3 separate regions of the Mus musculus genome follow, and regions 1 and 2 are each linked to region 3. The links are chromatin contacts, called in public HiChIP or PLAC-seq maps. All regions are on one chromosome and are shown on one strand. Each heading gives the region's core, a stretch centred on a gene start, on an enhancer-like site or on the middle of the called end of the contact. The rest is flanking DNA. Distances are from core to core; before and after follow the strand shown.

Region 1 (4,384 bases), core at 976-3,475, 130 kb before region 3:
ATGGGAATGAAGGAGGAATAGACATGGGAGAGAGAGAGAAGATGGGGGGAGTGGCTGAGAGGTGTGGAGGGAAGAAAGACTGTGGTCTAGATATAATGTATGAAAGAAGAATTAAAAAAAAAAAGACTTGGACAAAGCACACCCATCTGTAACTCTGCCTCCAGTGGATCCAAAATCCTCTTGCAGGCAAAATATTCACACACATAAAATAATTTAAAAATAAAATTAAACTAAGATATTCTGACAATCCTGAATGAGGATAAACCTTGAGATTATGTAAATATAATAAACCAGCTACAAAGATACAAACACTGACTATAATTTATACAAAGTGGTTATTGTTATCAGATTCATAGAAGAAAAGGGAATATGGTCTCTGCCAGGGACAGAGGTAGGGGTTAAGGCAGCGGAGAAATCTCTAACACCTCAAATGGGAGTGCAGAGAATCAGCAGCTGAAGAGGAGTGAGGAAGTACGCACAGAGAAAAGGACCCTCTGCAAAGATGAAAATCCAGACTCTTCTCCAGGGCTGTTCTTGTTGTTTGCTTGTTTGTTTTTAATGTCTCTAAAGAGTCTACCTCTCAAATATTGGACTGGACAGTTTGAAGAAAGATAAAACGGGAAGAACCTGCAAGGCCTTTGGTTTACTTGGCCAAGCTTTCGCCTTAAGTCTTGGGAGATGACCACTTTTATCACCTCTCCCTATTGGTCTCCCAGGGAATCTATCTAATGCCTAGTCCCTCCAGTGTACAAGATGGAAACTGCTGGGGGTTAGCTTAAAAAGATGAAAAAGCAGAAAAGGAGAGGCACATCTGACCTCAGACATGTAGGACCATGTTTATTGATCACACCATGACAGGTTATTACGTTACCCACAGGAAACTGAGCCATATGTCCCATGCTATGCAGGAAGATGAGAGATTGCCCTCCGAGTCAGATGGCTGTGACCCTTATAAGGATGGAAAATGATTGTAGTGTATTTCCTCTTGAGTCCCCACTTCTGGCCATAAGGGAAACTAAGAAGTGTAGGCTTTTAACTGGAAACTATCAAATATGCTTATTATTAGTGAACTACACACTTTAAGATGATGAAGATGGACCCACAGCAGTACCCAGAAGATGAGCACTGTCCTCTTGTAGCAGAATGATATAGATGGAGAGGGCCTGGGGCCAAAGACAAAGGAAGATGGCCAGAGTTGTATCATTCCAGTTTCGGTGAATGCAGGTCATGTTGCCCATAACGCAGGAAATCTGAGCTGGAGCTGAGCCAGAAGAAAGTACAACTGTGAATTCAGTGACAGACTGATTAAATATAGGTGTGCAAAGATACTCACTTGGGTGTAAGTTGGCACTAAGAACCTATGTGGCCTCTAGTCTAGAATTTTCTGTTGGGCCCTGGGGACTTTGAGAAGTGTTACTGTAAGTTTTCACTGTGCACACAAGCAGCAGAAGCCCTGAGAAAGCTTAGGAATGTGTGTGTGTGTGTGTTATTATAACGATATATGTAATATATAATGAGTTATGATTACATATAATATAATACAGAAAGCATATATATTGCGTGAGTGTTTAGCCTGTGTGCGCGTCTGTGCTCCAAGTTTGTGCCTGGCGTCCTCAGAGGCTGGAAGAGGTGCCAGATCCCCTGAAACTAGAGTAATAGGAGTACCTACAGTGAACCACAATGTAGGTGCTGAAAATCAAACATGGGTCCTCTACAGAAGCAACAAGTGCTCTTAACTATTGAACTATCTCTCCAGCCCCTGTTTAACTTTGCCTAAGTTTTTCTCAAGTCAGTTGACTGCTGTACCCTTTTCCCCATTAAAATGTCTTCTGACTTACTAAGGACTACATTGGGGAAACTGTTCTTTGATCTATGAAGATGTTATTGTTGTTAGCAAAGTAAAGCAAAGGTCAGAGTGGTTGCTAGATCTGTGAATATTCAGTATGGTTACCCAATAGATGGTGGAAGCTTCCAGAACCTCAGGCCTGACCTGGAAACTGAGGACACTAACCCCTCAATATGGACAGTAGACTGCTAGAGGCTTTTGATCAAAGACAGCTTGCTCTCTTGGCTTTCTAACTCAAGTGCATGTGCCAGTAGAGACTTGGCCCAGTCTCTGCCTTGTTCTTTTTATCCTCCATATTGGCTTCTTGTCCTCACTTTTCCATTTGCATAACTAATATACACAGCACAGAGTTCCTGCAATTCTAAAGACATCTGGCCAGCACATCTTGAATGCTGATGTCAGGAAACATCTGGAAGAGAGTTAAAGTTACTGCCGGCCCAATGGAGAACAATGGAAGTATGTTAATATGGAAAAATCAGCAGGGGGTGGGGTTGGCTTGTGTAATAAAGATGGCTGCCAGGACAACTTATAAAAGTTTGCAAACTCTGTCGCATTTTGAGCATTCACACCACTGAGCATTAGAGCAGAAAGCCAATTAAAATGAAAGCATTGCCACTTTCTTTTGGACCCTTCCCCTAAAAGCTTTCCTTTTCTTTCTTTTTAAAATACATTCATTTTTGTCATCCGCACCTCCACCCCCAGCAAGATGATGTGGACCAAACCCAGAGCTTTGCATATACTGAGTAATCTACCACTGAGCTCCACCCCAGCCCCACGACCTTCCTTTCCAGAAAGCTTCCTGCCAGCTAGCCAAGATATACTTTTCTAAAAGCACAATGAACCAAGTCTTATTTTATAGTAGCATTAGTATGATCTTCCTCCCTTCCTGATCTCTCTCTCTCAAATTATAAACACATAAAATACTTTTTGTTCACCCATAATCTCTGTCTCTAAGAAGTTGGAAAAGTGAAGAAGAGGGCTCAGTACTTGTGACACAAGCCTGATTGACCCCCTAGTGGGGAACTGACTCCCAAAGGTTGTCCTCTGATTTCCACACTCTCTCCCTGGGTAATAATTAATAAAGCAGAGTAAATCAACGAGAGAAGACAGGTGCTTATTTAGCATATCAAGGTGGACCTTTGTTAGCATATCAAAGCCTCCAGGTTCTCCCAGCATCCCTCAGTCCTTGCCTGCCACAGGGTATAGCTGGCATATCTGTTCCCCGAACTCTTGAGCCCAAGGGTTGGGCTGCCCTTCCTCCAAAAGATCTTCCCTATATAATATAGATATTTTGATTACCCCCTCTCAGTTCCTCTTTTGATCCCTTTGTTCCTTTGGCCCCGTGGGTGCTGTACTTGGATCCTCTCTCACCCTCCTCCTCCTCCTCCTCCTCCTTTTCCCACATGGTCCAGTGTCATGAGCACTCTGGGCTTTCCCAGATGTTGCTTCTGGCTCTGTCTCCCTTCTATAATAATAATAATAAATAATATCTATAATAAACGCTCTCCTCTACCATACCTACAAGCAGTCATGTGCTTTCCTTTCCATTTAATTTCTTTCTTTCTTTTTTTTTTTTTTCTTCATTCAACTGTCTTAATTAAAAAAGGATAGGAGAAGGTCAGAAATAAAACTCGCTCGCTGCTAACATGATTGCCTAACACACAGGAGGCCTTTTGGATCTATCCCCAGTGTGGCAAGAATCTCACACACACACACACACACACACACACACACACACACACACACACACACACATACACCCATGCTCTCAAAAAATGAATAAATAAAAGGCAGACCTGGGCATCACTAATGGGCAGACTGAAATGTTTACTTTTTATTTGTTTGTTTGGTTTTGGTTTTTCAAGACAGGGTTTTCCTGTGAAATCCTGGTGGGCTATCCTGGAACTTGCTCTGTAGAGCAGGCTAGGCTGGGACTCAGAGATACACGCCTGTCTTTGCCTCTTGAGTGCTGGGGTTAAAGGCATGTACCATCACACCCAAAGGCTTTATAAATATTATTTTTCAATGGCATGAAAGAACCCAAGAAAAAGTTTTAGTGTTGAATTCTAGCCTGTCTCCTCACCTTAAGTGTGTGTAACTAGAGCATGTGGTAGTTATTTTTGTCTATGGATTGCTGTGAGGACCATGACAGCTCTATTGTGTTAGAAGCATTCTTGACTTCTAGTTAGCCACCTTTAGCATGACTTTCTTGATAACCTTAGTGTCAAACAAAGCAGGCAAGTTACTTAGCAAGGCAACTTATTCTTACAAAAAATGACACACCAGACCCAAAACCAGGCTAGGTCACACACAGGGACAGGAAGTTCGCTTGACTTCTATTCTAATTAAGGTCGCTTGATTTTTATTAAGGCGGTGCCTGTACCTCTTCCCCATTGGCTGGAGTCCAACTTCACAGTCTTCATGATTGGCTAATTTTAAAAGAATTAGTACGAAGAAAATGAAGGAAAGGGGCAAGGGCTCAACTGCAGGAGCTGGGGTGGGGGGTGAGAGATAGTGGGGGCTATGTGTGTGTGTTGA
Region 2 (4,057 bases), core at 240-2,739, 180 kb after region 3:
CACAGCAGCAGATCAGCCATCTTGGTCTAATAACTGAATAAAAGGTGCTCTTCATTGCTACAGAGCATGATATCATGAAAGTAAAGAGGCTGAACTCAAATCCTTCTACTTTCTATTGGGAATTAACTTTTTGCTTAAAAATTTAAAAACAATTTATATCAACAAATTTCATTTGAAAATGAAAGCCTCTTGAGTTTTAACTTGGCAGAATTTGGATACTTTTCAAAAGAGGAAAGTGCTTAATATCTTAATAAAGTGATAATTAAGATCCCAAAGTTTAAAGTATACTGTAAAATATATTTTCCAAATAAAAAATTTACTCAATAGCTTGCTCATAGACAAAGATTAAGCAATGATAAACCTGGGTAACAGAACAGAAATATGCTTTGTAAGTTTACTACCCCAGCCTGAATTGTTTCCATTTTTCCATTTTTACTTTTAGTTCACAGCCATATGATACAAGACATGGTGTTAATCATGATGCTAATATATGTTTGCTTTTCTTTCTCACAAGAAGTCATATGTCTTTTAAAGAATATAAAAATCTCTCATGTGTGAATTTTTTAACCACAGAATCCTAGATTGGTGTCAAAATTTGTGTTTTAATTTTATGTTTATCATTGGGATAATCTTTGGGCTAAACCCTTCCATTTGTTGGAACGGTGTAGCTAGCACATAACATTGTGTTAATTCATTTCCATGTTTCTGAATGAAAATCTCTAAACAATAAAGGCAAGTTATGAGATATCCTCTTAAACTGTGGCCACGTGTCTGAAGTTCCTCTTCTGTCCACAGGTACCTTCTGAATTCCTCTATGTGGTCCAAGTGCTATGAGCCCAAGCATATTGTGGAGTGGCATGTGACTCTATTTTCTATCCTCTTGGCTTTTGCCGCAGTTGAATTCATCTTGTGTCTCATTCAAGTAATAAATGGAATGCTTGGAGGCTTATGTGGCTATTGCTGCTCTCGCCAACAGGTGAGAACTTGTGGGACTGTGTGGAGGTCTAGCCCTGTAGTGGCAACAAGGCCCCATTCTTCTCCGTAAAGGCAAAACCAGGCACAGGCAACAAACTAGAACCTACTCTCACTTCATCTTTGTGGGGAGGCATTTCTTACATTCAATTTTGGCTACAGTACTGAGTCTCACAGACTAAGTCGTCTTGGCTTGTAGATCATTCTGTGGGCACAGAAACACTTGCCTATAGACACAGTTCCTCCTTCAAGTCAAGTCCCCTGTATGTTCCACCCACCCAGCTCTGGTTACAGGTATGAGTGTCAAGATACTTAACCTTCATGTTCCTAAGTACACAGGAATAGTACCCAACACTGATTCCATAAGATGTAGCACTCGTCTCACTCCCCATTCACATGCTCAACTCAAGCACTGAACAAGATGCTTAAGTTCACTTACTCAGGAGGTAACAGACTTCAACTCCTCAGTTATTTTATGCCCAAGCCCTTCCTCTTAACCTTGGTGCTGCATTTCCTGTCCTGTTTGGTTCCCTGTAATTCTTTCCTAATAAGGAATAACAAAAATGCCTTACCCTTACTCTGTAAGCATGGAGTGCAATTATTAGCCTTTGAATGTCCTTGTGAAAGAAACTCTATGTGAAAGAAAGCCAGGAAGCTCTCATTTCCTGTGGATATGACTCAGGAATGAAATATCCACTTGTTTGTAACAGAGAAAGTTATTTTTTTTTCTGTTTTATTGAAATATTTTTTCTATGTCTCTATAAATCATATATTATTGAACAGATGGGAAGTTAAAATCGGCCCATTTTGGGAAGTTGCTGTTTTATGTCTTATTATTTAAGACAAGATAAAGTAAACTTATTTCACTTATATTTTCTATTTCATTCCATTTATCTCCTAATTCAATGTCTTTTGACTTTCCTTGGAAATAAGGCAAAACAAAACCAAAACAAAACAACACCCCCCCCCCCGCAAATATAAAAATAAAAAACCAGCAAACAAATAAAACCTAATAGAAACTAAAAGTCAGGGCTACTGGGAAACCCTTTGCTATAAATATATGGGAAAGTTTTATTCATTTTGAGAGGAAGTTACAATTTATTTCTAGCTTTATCTATCAGGCAAATCCACAAGGTTAAGAATTTCTTTGGGATCCTGCCAAATTTCCAGGAAAACAGCCTAGTGGGAAAACTTTTGTATGGCATTGTTTTTTGTAAGGCAACTGAGGGGAAGAACAAAATCAACCTTTGAGATTGATTCCTAAACGCAAACCTATGCTGTTCCTTGAAACGCAGACAAAGCAGAGAATAAACTCAGCTGCTGCTGGCCTTTGGTGCTGGGGCATTTGGGGCATAGGCGTAAGGAGTAAGTAGGTGGACAAAATTGGTTCTGTGTTTTGTGAGGAGAGATAACTTCCTGAGGTGGAGGCAAGCATGTGGTCTGTGGTCAGAGTCACTGTAGAAAGTGCTGTTTCTTAACATTTCGAAAGATCTATGACCTTTGTTTGCAAGACAAAAGGTGCTCTCTCAGGACAGGGGATTTAGTTTAGGAGAGCTGACTCCTAACTTGGTAGCATTTGATTTGAAAGGTTAACTAGGGTAACCCCACACCAGTGGGAAATTCCCACGGCATTATTTTAAGTTACTCCCCAAGAATTGCGACCCAACACAAACACACTACAAGCCAATTCTGTGTCAGTATCCTGAAGTTTCCATGAACACTTTCTGTAAATTTTCCTGGGGAAGTAAGTGGGTCTGGTTTGTTTGGGAAACATTTTGTGAGCTCTGTCTGATCCCTAATGGTGTGGCGGGCCTAGTTTTGATGAAAAAAAAATTATTCTATGTTATGTTTGCTTTGAATAAGACTGTGCATTTTGTGTTGTCACTGGTAATAAGCTAATGTAAATTTTATTTTCTTTACAGCAATATAACTGCTAAAAAAGAACACAAGACAGAAGGGCGTGCTTCCTGTATTTCACTGTAATTTGTATATTTTCCCTGTGTTGTGAGACTTTGCACCTTGTGCCACATCCTACCCTTTCTGCTTTTGTAAGGAAATGTGCTGACGTCATCACATGATGTCAGTGTTTACATTCACAAAACAAACAAGGCAGCAAACTGCACTCTCTCCGAAGGGATTTTACAGACTTAAGGACTGTTCTCAGCATAGCTGAGATAAACTCTTCAGTGTTTGAGATAAAAATCAGAGCTAACTATTGTGCATATGTGCATTTTTTTTTAAATAAAAGATCTCCGATTTCCTTTTTAAGACCAAGAAGGACCAAAATAAAAAAAAAAGAAAAACAAGAAAGATATATTTTACTGTTCATATGCTGTTTCCCATTTGTATGTGAATGAGTCTCTAAGAAACCCTCTGAAGTGAGATTTTCTCTTACCTGGATTCGGAAATCTCATTGAGAGCGTGCTAACCCAAGTATGGGAGAGGAAATATATAATACTGACAATGTCTGTGAAACACTACTCAAGGCTGAAGTTGTGCAGCTTGTAGAAACCTTTTTGCCTTTCAAAGACAAAGACTGTTTCTGTAAAGAGGAAGGTCAGGATAGTTAGACAAGGAAAATGAGAAATGGTGGGAAAACAGAAGAGAGGTGGGGCAGGGTCAGGAAGCTCACAGGGGAATGCTTCCCAAGCTTGCTTCTGAGCATAAAATTAAGTATTCAATACCATTCAGCTGTGGCTTTAGTTTTACGTCTGAAGTGACACCCTCTCTCATCAGGCAATTTATCGGAGTCACGTAGAGAGGACTTCTTCCTAACACATAGAAAGATCTATTACCTTTCCTGGAAGACAAAAGACGTTTTCAGAGTACAGGCTTCTGGGTCTGGAGATCTGGTTTCTAACTTAATAGAATTTGATTTGAAAGGTTACACACAGTGAATACACTCAGTAGGACAAGCCAATGTCATTGTTCACAGCTTCTGTTTTTCCCTCCCTCTCAGTGACCTGTGGTCTACAGGTTGGGTAGCATCTATGCCAAGGTCTTGCTTTCCTCTGGGTCCTCTCTCCTGCTTTCCCTGCCTTATCCCCTCTTCTGCCTTTTCTATCAACAGATAACCATGGCTATG
Region 3 (4,436 bases), core at 1,781-4,280:
TGCCAAGTGAGTTTAAGGCAATTAGTGACAGACCCTGTTTCGAAATAGGAAAATAAAAAGAGGGGCCTGAGGCTGGAGAGATGGCTCAGAGGTTAAGAGAACCGACTACTCTTCCAGAGGGCCTGAGTTCAATTCCCAGCAACCACATGGTGGCTCATAACCATCTGTCATGGGATCCGATGTCCTCTTCTGGTGTGTCTGAAGACAGCGATAGTACACTCACATATATATATAGAAAGAGGGGCCTGTAAAATGACTCAAAGAGTAAAGGCACTTACCACCAAGCATGGCACTTGACTTTGACCCCTGAAAATCATAAGGCAGAAAGAGGGCAACTACCACAAGTTATCCTCTGATTTCCATGCGTGTGGTATGGTGTCTATACATGCATAGGTGGGATGCATGTATACCAAACACATATATGCATGAATATATTCATACATGTTGTGGAGTTCTTATAAGGATGTAGCACATGTAGATGATTTGCCTGGCATGCATGAGGCCTTAGGTCTCATCCCCATATTTCATCATTCAGAATTTCTGTCTGTCTGTCTCTCAACTTGGCATACTTCCTTAAGTTTAGTTTCTAAATTTAGCATTATGTTTTTGAAGCAACAGCATCGAGCTTTTGAGGGCCTGCGCTGTTAACTATTTTCAAGGCAATTCCATACTGTTTCCCCTCTGTCCTCTCTTTAATTGGCACTTGGGGGTGGGGATGGGGGCAGGAGAGCAAAGCTTGTAAACAAAACTGCTGACTAAGGTTGGCCTTTCGTTTCCAGGGCAACAGGGACACAGATGGAGGGAGGCAGGCACAGGATTCTTTCAGCAGGTTTTACAGATTTCTGTCAAGCTTGACAGCCACTCTGGGGGTGGGGGTAGGGTCAGCTGCCCAGCCTCACACAGCCATTTCAGATCCATGCTGCCAAGGAGAGCCGTGCTCCTCTCAGGGAAGATTTAAAGGGCTGTTTTCTGTCTTGAGTTTTTAAGAGATTTTTCAGAACTTAAAAACATACCTAGCAAAGCGTATAGGGCAATCAGTGGCTGCTACATAGCCCTTGGAACATGAGGTATAGTTATTAGGAAAGCACACTGTAGAGTTAGGTTTCAGGGTTGACTAAGGCATTTGACTGGTCCTGTTGTCCTACGTTCACCATATATCCCTAAGTCATCTGTAGTAAGATGGCTGTTTTAAGTTCATCCATTCATATATTTACTCAACACATGTTCTTATCACACATGTTGGGATGGAAAGTGGTGAATTTGTCTAGGAGTTGAGGGCGTCTATTGTGTTCCCCCACAAAGGAAGGTAGTGTATGTCTATCTCGTAGGTTAGCGCTCTGGAAGCAAAGGACCACTGCCTGCTACAGGTCAGCCTGGTCTACATAGCAAATTCTGGCTAACCAGAGCTACATGATGAGTCTTTGGTCCGGGTAAGGGTGGAAATGGGAAGAAAAGAAAAAGGGTGCCAGTTCAAATCTTTTTAGAAAAGACTCCCCGGCTCCATCACTCCAAACCAACCTCTTCCGTGATACGTACTTGTCCCTTTAAATAAATATGTTCATAATAAAAAGTCCTTTCGAAAACAAATTGGTCATTGTTTTAAACTGGAGGCTTATTTTGTACTAAGGAAAATGAGATCACAGAGGCATGAGGAAGTATTCCATTTCAAAAAATCTACTTTACATTTTTGTTTAAGTCAGAAGTATATCTACATTTTTCCTTCCTTCAAGTGATTCTTAGGCGATAACAGGCTTTGGATAATAATTACAGACTCAACAAATGTTTCCTCCAAAGTATCAGAGTTTCGAATCTGCACTTTTCTAGAGCCAGTCTGGCAGCTGAGTGTGTGCGAGGTGTTTCAAAGAGACACTCCAGGAAATGTGGCAGTGAATTTCTAGAATCGATTGGTACAGGCTTTCAACAAAAGAGATTGACACCAGATCCCCCCCCACCCCCCCTCTTCCCAGGCAGTCTGCCTCTGCAGTCTCCGTGGCTTTGAGAAAGAAAGAGTGAGCTGCACCTCTGCACTGAAATAGCCGCTTTAACGGTGGGATTTTAAAATACCGCTTTCATTTCATTTGTTTCTACTCGCCCCACCCTTCATAATTAAAACAATTCGGTCTTCCATTTTTGTAGAATCCCGGCTACACACTTAAATCAAGCTGAGCACCCTCAGAAGAGGTTATTATCATTCAGTTAGCTCCCTTTGAAGTACATTCCAGCCGAGGCAGGAGCTGGCTGGTGGGAGGTGCCCTGCGAGCCAAAAACACTCACTCGGAGCCAGGCCCCGCTCTCCATTGCCTTTTACTTTCTAGCTTCTTCTGTTGATTTATTCCACAGAGCTGCAGGCCAGTGGGGGAACTAGAGGGGAGGAAGCTTCCAGAACTTCTTAACTCACAAATTGTCTCTGCCTTTCATTATCCTCTGCGTCCACCGCACAGCTTCTCAGCCCTAGGAGGGTGCCTTTTGAATCCATAAATGACGTTTGGTTTTGTTGTTTAAGGGAGCTAACAGATTACCAGTAACTCACTCCAAAGACTCTGTTTTACAAAGGGTTTCCATTCCCAGCTTGTATGTGAAGAAATGTTGGGGGCAGGAGGAGGGAGGGCTGCAGCTTTTCAGAACTTTCTGAGACTGGCCTTTAAAACCGAACCTTAAAACTTTGCTAAATGTGGTGTGAATTCCCGGGATACTAGCTCCACCCATATACATCGAAAAGGATCATAAAACATTTCCAATCCCATCTTCCTCCCGGCTCGGGGAGGAAAAACTGTGCTCAGTGCTGTTGAATAGGCTGGTTCGTTAAGTTCTCTTCTAAACAAGCTGAATGAGGTCATGGGGTTGGTATTTCCATTTTATAGCTGGGAAAACAGGATCAGAGAAATGAAGTAACTTGCCCAAGTTTCATCTCCAGTAGTAGGTGAAAGGGTTTGAATTTGAGGCCTGCCAACTTCAGTCCTCACTGCCTTCTCCCTGGTACTGTCTGTGGAAATTACCGGAATAGCCTCAGAGGTCAAACTGCCTGGATTTAGACACTGGCTCCACCTGCTGTTAGCTACAGGGCTCTGGGAAAACCACTTAACTCTCTCTGGCCCTGTTTCCTCATCAGTAAACTAAGTTAATGGAGTCCTGTGTTCAGGCTTCACATGTTTTTTTTGCAAAGTCTAGTCAAGTCTCTTTGCCTCGCAAATCTTTCTGTGCCGTCCATGACACCTTCTATTGTTTGTCTCACTGTGTTCTTTGATCTATGTCCAACAAGATGCTTCATAAAGCATCTTAAATGAACTGTCAAGGATTTAGTCCAAGGGGCTGCAGAGATGTTTAAGAGCACTGACTGCTTGTCCAAAGACCCAGAGTTCAGACCTCAGTACTCACATGGTAGTTTAAAACCAGCTCTTATGCTAGTTCCAAGGGGGTCCCCCATCTTCTTTTTTGAATAGCTTAGGCACTGCACACATTTGGTGAACAAACATACCTGCAGGCAAACAAACAACCCCCCCAACCCATACATGTAAAAATAAATAAATAGCATTTTTTAAATTAAAATTTTTAAAGATTTATTTATTTATTATATGTAAGTACACTATAGCTGTGTTCAGACACCCCAGAAGAGGGCGTCAGATCTCATTACAGATGATTGTGAGCCACCATGTGGTTGCTGGGATTTGAACTCAGGACCTTCGGAAGAGCAGTCAGTGCTCTTAACTGCTGAGCCATCTCTCCAGCTTTAAATTAAAAAAATAATTTAAAAAAAGAATTTAGTTTAAAATTTCACAGCTCTATTGTAACTGACCTGGGATTTGAACTCTTGTGATTTTAAAGTCCTCTTCTCTGCATTGCATCACTGCTTTCTGTTATGCCAAGCTCAGGACAGGTTCAACAGCATCCTTAACTACTTCTTGAGAATTCCACTGGCAAATAGCCCACAGAACTGAGAAGTAGCCAGTACCTTACCTGATTACAACTAGAAATTTCTTCATTCTGTCTGCCACAAATCTGTGACTGGAGGGATCTTGTAGTTCACTAGTAGCTTAAGAGCCATTGCGAGGCCTTTGAGTTTTGTGATATCCTGACTCCTCGAAGACCCGATATTCTCCAGTGGTCATGCTCATGCATTGTGTGGCTTGGTGAAAGCACTGATAGACCTGCCCAACGCCTGACACACGGCTTGATGGCATGGCAGGGAAGTCAGCTGGAGTAATTGCAGAAGTAATGATGTTCCTGGAGATGGATGTAAGACCAGAGAACAGCAATATAGGGGTTAGATGAACATCCTAATGCCTGTCCATTGTCTATTCTTTGTGATTGTCTGTCTAGAATCTTGTAATTGGTGTTTTTCTATTCTAGCTAGTCTGTGTAAAAGACACACAATCCTGGTATTTTATTTACAAGCTATAGGCCTAGATTGGGCAGGTTTGGTGCTATTTTAACTTACA

The links. HiChIP or PLAC-seq counts read pairs in DNA pulled down with a chosen protein or histone mark.
Region 1: a contact with region 3 is called in an H3K27ac HiChIP or PLAC-seq map of heart atrium, with 5 read pairs. The contact joins two enhancer-like sites. A contact is called at or near these places in 4 of 39 promoter capture datasets (the 3T3-L1 cell line, hippocampal neurons and liver), 2 of 15 datasets of contacts at CTCF or cohesin (the NIH/3T3 cell line and liver), 42 of 484 Hi-C or Micro-C datasets (the 3T3-L1 cell line, 3T3-L1-derived adipocytes, the C10 cell line and 26 more), 13 of 115 datasets of contacts at active chromatin or transcription factors (bone marrow-derived dendritic cells, embryonic basal ganglia, embryonic fibroblasts and 9 more) and 4 of 9 other capture datasets (adipose tissue, embryonic stem cells, liver and 1 more).
Region 2: a contact with region 3 is called in an H3K27ac HiChIP or PLAC-seq map of embryonic stem cells, with 10 read pairs. The contact joins two enhancer-like sites. A contact is called at or near these places in 1 of 15 datasets of contacts at CTCF or cohesin (the NIH/3T3 cell line), 2 of 115 datasets of contacts at active chromatin or transcription factors (embryonic stem cells and heart atrium) and 1 of 9 other capture datasets (liver).

Annotation. Positions count from the first base shown.
Region 1 is chr3:57,602,627-57,607,010 of GRCm38.p6, reverse strand. No RefSeq gene overlaps it. Among named protein-coding and RNA genes, the nearest start is that of Mir6377, 12 kb to the left of the region's middle. Within about 2 kb of position 2,225, at least 17 of the 459 cell types and tissues checked have an H3K27ac peak or open chromatin away from gene starts, as enhancers often do. A contact at or near this core is called in adipose tissue and heart atrium, where this site is marked.
Region 2 is chr3:57,286,608-57,290,664 of GRCm38.p6, reverse strand. It overlaps Tm4sf1 (transmembrane 4 superfamily member 1), which reads left to right. Exons shown (of 7, transcript NM_008536.4): 6 at 796-976; 7 at 2,895-4,057. The coding sequence ends at 2,909. Among named protein-coding and RNA genes, the nearest start is that of Tm4sf1, 13 kb to the left of the region's middle. Within about 2 kb of position 1,489, at least 60 of the 459 cell types and tissues checked have an H3K27ac peak or open chromatin away from gene starts, as enhancers often do. A contact at or near this core is called in embryonic stem cells and heart atrium, where this site is marked.
Region 3 is chr3:57,469,000-57,473,435 of GRCm38.p6, reverse strand. All of the region lies in intron 4 of Wwtr1 (WW domain containing transcription regulator 1), which reads left to right. Among named protein-coding and RNA genes, the nearest start is that of Tm4sf4, 46 kb to the right of the region's middle. Within about 2 kb of position 3,030, at least 141 of the 459 cell types and tissues checked have an H3K27ac peak or open chromatin away from gene starts, as enhancers often do. A contact at or near this core is called in adipose tissue, embryonic stem cells and heart atrium, where this site is marked.